Regions from separate parts of the Mus musculus genome. Here region 2 is linked to region 1. Evidence: chromatin contacts called from public Hi-C data. All regions are on one chromosome and are shown on one strand. The core of a region is the stretch at or near the end of the contact, and the rest is flanking DNA. Distances in the headings are between cores, read along the strand shown.

Region 1 (2,921 bases), core at 68-2,567:
GGAGTACTAGACAGTATTTTTGGTTATTTCCACTCATGACTGTAAACTTCTTCACAATGAAAGCACCTTACAAAATTGTCTGTCCCTTCCACCAGAAAAGATCCGAATTCCAACTTCCACGTACGGTTTCTACTCAGTGTGAATGGATAAGTAAGTGGAGAGATTATGCCATGTTTGTGGAAAGATTCGTTGTTCTTAAAATGTCAATTCTTTCCAAATTAATCTACAGACTAAATGTATTTACAATGAAAATATCAGAGGTAGTTGGGTGTGCTGGTGGACCCTACCTGGGCTCTCAGTGCTCAGGAGGCTGGAGCAGAAAGATGAGCACAGGTTTCAGGCTATCCTGGGCTACAGAGTGAGACTCTGAATCAAAGAAGGAAGGGAGGGAGGGAAGGAGGGAGGGAGGGAGGGAAGGAGGGAGAGAGGGAGGGAGGGAGGGAGAGAGGGAGGGAGGTAGAGAGGGAGGGAGGGAGGAAGGAAGGGAGGGAGGGAAGGAGGGAGAGAGGGAGGGAGGGAGGGAGGGAGGGAGAGAGGGAGGGAGGGAGGAAGGGAGGGAGGGAGGGAGGGAGGGAGGGAGGGAGGGAGGAAGGAAGAAAGGAAGAGAGGGAGGGAGGAAGGGAGGGAGGGAGAAAGGAAGGGGGGGAAGGAGGGAGGGAATGGGGGAGGGAAGGAGGGAGGGAGGGAGAAAGGGGAAAAAGCCCAAAGGGAATTCTGCAGAAATTGGCAAACTGATTTTTAAAAATGGTAGAGAAATGCAAATGATCTAGAATAGCCTAAAATTTTTTAATTTAAAAATTGACTTTGATTAAAATATTGATTCATAAGAGCAAATTTGGAGGGTTTTACAGCTTAATATACACTTCCATTAACGTGTAGCTGTAGCCTTTAAAGCACCAAGCTTTTCAAAGCAGAAACTGTGGGTCGGATGAAGCAGAGATTTCATGATCAGGGAGGGGCAGAGACATGGAGGATTCACAGGCCAGGTGCACTGGTTAGTTCCATGTCAACTAGACACAAGCTATTGTCATCAGAGGGGAGGGAGAACCTGGCATGTGAGTGTGACAAGCCTGTGTGGTCAACAGTTTCTGTACATTGGAAGGCTAATGAGAGAGAAATGAGAATGGCAGATGTCAAGTCCCAAAGAAACCTGGGAGACTTTTGGTATAGCATTGGAAATGTAAATGAGCTAAATACCTAATAAAAAATGGGAAAAAAAAAAAAGAAACCTGGGAGAAACTCAAAGAAACTCTGTACCAGTGGCTCCTCCCAGCACTTCTCGCCCCGCCCTCTACCTTAAACCTCTCCAGCCTGGGGGCGGGGCTTCTCTTCCCCTAGCATCTGAATCTCTAAATTCTGGCATCTGCCTCTTTCAGCCGCTTCCTCCCTCCACCTTCTCTAACCCGTAGTGTCTCTTCTCTTACTCTGTATATGTCTTCTCTATCTCTTCAGCTCCTGGAGCCTGCTACTCTTCCTGGGCAGCTCTTTATTAAAACAGTTACCCCTCTTCCTAACAGCTACACCCTCCCACCCTCCTGGGCCTATAAATTGTGACCCTTGTCCCTCATGGTTCCTCACCCCGCCCCATCCCATCCCCAAGCTTCGTGCTATGGTCTGCAGGTTCTCTATGCTCTCTGGGCCTCTACAGTATGGTGCTGGAATCCTTCCATAGGTGGAATTCTTCACTGCAACCCCGTTTTCTGATGCTCAGCTCCCTCTTGGACCTTATAGGAACTCTTCCAGAGGAGTTCAGGTTTACGACCCTTTTTCCTTTTCCCCTTAGAATCAATTTCCTCCTTGGACTCATAGGATTTTTATTAAAGCCTTGAAATCTTACTGCAAAGAGCTTGGTCTCAGAACAACTCAGGCAACGGCCCAAAATTGGCACACTCATCCCCCAAATCCTAACACTTCTGCCACCGCACAAATAAATGATCCCCAAACCTCTTTTATCTAAGTTTTATCTGCTCTACAACTCCCAAACTCCCTATTTTCCACTCTTCTAAATCTTTTATCTCTAAGATTTCTCTACATTCTGCTCTCAAGAAGTCTTTTAAGACTAGTATGTAGATACTTTTTTATTTGGGGATTTGTAAATTCATTAAGTGTGGTTAAAGAATCTGCAAAATCTATAATAAAAAGTTAGCTTAATACTTGTAACAAAAGGTTGAATCTTATGTGATTCATTTTTTAAAAACTTAAATTCAATTTTTGTTTAGGAAAATTGATGTTTTTAAATAGCAACCATGTGGCTTTCCTTCACCTTGGCTGATGACCTCATCATGATGGAGGCAAGCGTGCGGCTGGCAGCCATTTTTACTAAGGTTAGAGAGTACATACCTGCAACTTCACCACAATCTTGGTTAAGGTGACCATGTGGTATAAACCAACTAAAGAGATAATTATAGAATGTCTTAGCCTCACTGAGCACTCTGTTTATCACTGTATCTTCTTTTTAGATTAAGGAGGCAACAGCAGGTCTCCAAATATATTGGATTAGGATGGATTTTCATGTTATGAAAAGTTCATGAAGATAAACTCAGAAGCTGACACAGAGGTATATATCTAACTACTTATGTTTTTGTGAGCTGTGTTCAACACCAGATAAATTCTAAAAGATAAATTCCCAGATAAATTCCAAAGGTCTACTCAACAGCTACTGACTTGAAGATAAATGTCTACCCTCTTTGTCTTTATTAACTTTATTAAGCTTTGGATATTTGGATAAACCAAGTCTTACAAGAGTGTGACAGTCTGTAATGGTGCACTATAAACGGATAAAGTTCCCAGTTTCTCTACGGACTGTATTTATGGTTTAAAGTTTCATTTTTGATGCTAAAGTATCTTCAATGAAATCTTCAACTCAAATTATTAAGGCTCAAACTTAACATTAATTGACTTTATAAAATTTAAATCTTAAT
Region 2 (3,000 bases), core at 349-2,848, 130 kb after region 1:
ATATCAAAGTAATTTGCTCATCATAGAAATTTAAAAACCATAAAAAGCACAGTGAAGAAGAGAAATCACCCAGGACTCCATCTCTCTGGGGGAAGGATGAGATGGTGAATATTCTAATGATTCTTTTCCGTGCTTTTTAAAAACACAGTATGTGTCTTACAAATGTGGTGTTACATGGTTTCAGTTTCTTTTAGCAACATATCATAAAATATATATCAATAATTACTTCCTACTAAGTGGTCTTTGGATTTTAAATAACTGCATTTAATTCTTTTGCAGAGAACAGCCCATAATTGTTTAATCAGAATGTAAGAATTTTTCTTATTGTCTACTTATCAGGACTAAAGAACAGTGGCTCTCAAACCTGCTTCCCCCCTACCCATGGTCAGTGCTCCAAATACCCCAACCCCAGCATTTTGCCCCTGTCGCCTGCTTCTGTCACCTTTATCTATATCCCACACCAGTCTATCCACCCAACACCCAAGGTACAGAAAGACCCAGTGCTGTGCTAGGAGAGAGGCCTCTTTTCTCTGGCCGTTTGCTTTAACATTGCATTTTGAACCCACTGTGAACAGAAAAGGAGGACGGGTTAGAGTTAGCAGGGCAAAGAAAGGAGGCACTTACTGATGCCCCACCACCACCTCTTTATTAGGCTAAAGATGCGAGAATTGCCTGCAGCCAAGTGGATGCCACAGAGGAGAGCTAAGTTTGTTCTGGCCCCTATCCAGAAGGAAAATATCTGTGCAAAGATGGAACTGGTAGGAAGCCTAGTGGCTTCTGTAACACAGGTGGATTGCAAGGGTGTGGTAGCCACAGGACTGCACTTTTATTTGATGTAATTATGCTGAGGGAAACCTCTTACAAACCCTCAAGCGTGTGATACACGTGACCCATGAGGACCCAAGCATGCCTGCCAAACAGACATGAAACCAAGGCAGGACAGCAGCAGATAGAGCTAGTATTTTTCCCTGTCCCTTATGCCCCTTCCTCAAAAGATCTGGAATCAGAGGAGTGTAGAGCATTGAGTTGGAGGCAAGAGGTGACAACTTAGCCATCGAAATTAATGCCTGAATACCTTTGACTGAAGTCTTGAAATTCACTGAGAATAAAAAGATGTGTTTTGCAGAACAAGCAATTGCCATACATTTTTTCCTGTGTTCTAAGTAACCATAAGTTTTATGCTAAAAAAAAAAATCAATGCTCTTTCATTACTTAACAGTCCACAGAATTATGACTATCTAATTCCAAATGTATGTGTGTGCATCTCTGTGCATGTATATACACTTGTGTGTGAGTTCCCATAGAGGTGTTAAGAAGGCATCAAATTCCCTAGAAGTGGACTTAAAAGTGGTTGTGAATCACCGGACTTGGGTGCTAGGAACTAAACTCTGGTCCTCTTCAAAAGCAACAAGTGTTCTTAACCATTGAGCCGTCTCTCCATCCCCATGACAACAGAGTTTTTATATAGATTTTCAATATAATAGTCTTGGCAATATATAGGCTCACTCAAAATATAAAAAAGAGTTTTAAGCAGCTGGTCATTATTCAGTGCTGAAGACACAATGTTCTAGTTACTATTGCTGGCTAGAAGAAAAAAAGAAGCACTACCCCAAGTACATAGCGTAAAGTTAACAGCCACAGGATTATATTCAACTGTTTTGTGGGTCAAACACTAAGCATAAGGACCAACAGGGTGGCATGTTTCCAGAATTCTGGGGGCCCTGAGATAAGAGTCTAAAAGGTTGGCAGGTCTCAAACATCTGGGACTGAAAACATCTGGAAGTGTCTTTATTCATATGGCAGGGATCCAGCAGAGATAACTTGATAGTTGGGCTCATCTGAGACAATTAGCAGTTGAGCATCACAGTGTGGCTCTGCCTTGGAGCCGAGGTATGCCACAGTACAGCACTGGCTTCCAGAAAGGGTCCCCAGAGGGAAAAATCCAACCGAAGATCAAGTGGGTGACCTTTTATGTTCCAGTTTTGGAAGGAAGTCATGTATTATTACAGCAGCTATAAACCTCTGTCCTGTGTAAGGACCCTAGTTTTGAACAGAAATAATGTTAACATAGAATTTCCAATGATTAACAAAATTATAATATCCCAGTTAAAGCCAACTCATGCTAAGTACTAATCCTCAATTATTAATGTATATACACATATGTGCATACAAGATGTAATACCACATACACACACTCATCTATCTCTATTATCCCTATCATCTATATATCATCTATATCATTTATATACACATATGTGCATACAAGATGTAATATCACATACACACACTCATCTATCTCTATTATCCCTATCATCTATATATCATCTATATCATTTATTTACTTCTGTCTGTCTGTCTGTCTCCCCCCCCCTCTCTCTCTCTCTCTGTGTGTGTGTGTGTGTGTGTGTGTATTTCCCAACAACAAACAGTATTCCAACATCAACAGTTTTGTTTTGTTTTGTTTTTCCCCGAGACAGGATTTTTCTGTATAGCCCTGGCTGTCCTGGAACTCACTTTGTAGACCAGGCTGGCCTCGAATTCAGAAATCCGTCTGCCTCTGTCTCCCAAGTGCTGGGATTAAAGGCGTGTGCCGCCGCCGCCACCACCACCACCCAGCAACAGTTCTATTCTCTGATGTCAACACTCAACTCTGACACTAAGTCTCTCTTTTTTTAAAGATTTTTTTTTGAGCCGGGCATGGTGGTGCATGCCTTTAATCGCAGCACTCGGGAGGCAGAAGCAGGCGGATTTCTGAGTTCGAGGCCAGCCTGGTCTACAAAGTGAGTTCCAGGACAGCCACAGCTATACAGAGAAACCCTGTCTTGAAAAACTAAAAACTAAAAAAAAAAAAAAAAAAAAAAAATTATTTTATTATTATTTTTTTTAATGTATATCTGTCTGCATGTATGTCTACATGCCAGAAGAGGGCATCAGATCACATTATAGACAATTATGAGCTACCATGTGGTTGCTGGGAGTTGAACTCAGGACCCCTGAAAG

Evidence for each region. Hi-C and Micro-C count contacts between places; a contact is called where the count stands out from the background.
Region 2: a Hi-C map of erythroblasts shows a contact between it and region 1, with 2.5 times the contacts expected there. The contact joins two enhancer-like sites. A contact is called at or near these places in 2 of 484 Hi-C or Micro-C datasets (the G1E-ER4 cell line and erythroblasts), 1 of 115 datasets of contacts at active chromatin or transcription factors (embryonic stem cells) and 1 of 9 other capture datasets (embryonic stem cells).

Annotation. Positions count from the first base shown.
Region 1 is chr10:41,017,789-41,020,709 of GRCm38.p6, forward strand. No RefSeq gene overlaps it. Among named protein-coding and RNA genes, the nearest start is that of Gm48057, 16 kb to the right of the region's middle. Within about 2 kb of position 1,318, at least 1 of the 459 cell types and tissues checked has an H3K27ac peak or open chromatin away from gene starts, as enhancers often do. A contact at or near this core is called in erythroblasts, where this site is marked.
Region 2 is chr10:41,147,738-41,150,737 of GRCm38.p6, forward strand. No RefSeq gene overlaps it. Among named protein-coding and RNA genes, the nearest start is that of Gm32411, 11 kb to the left of the region's middle. Within about 2 kb of position 1,599, at least 2 of the 459 cell types and tissues checked have an H3K27ac peak or open chromatin away from gene starts, as enhancers often do. A contact at or near this core is called in erythroblasts, where this site is marked.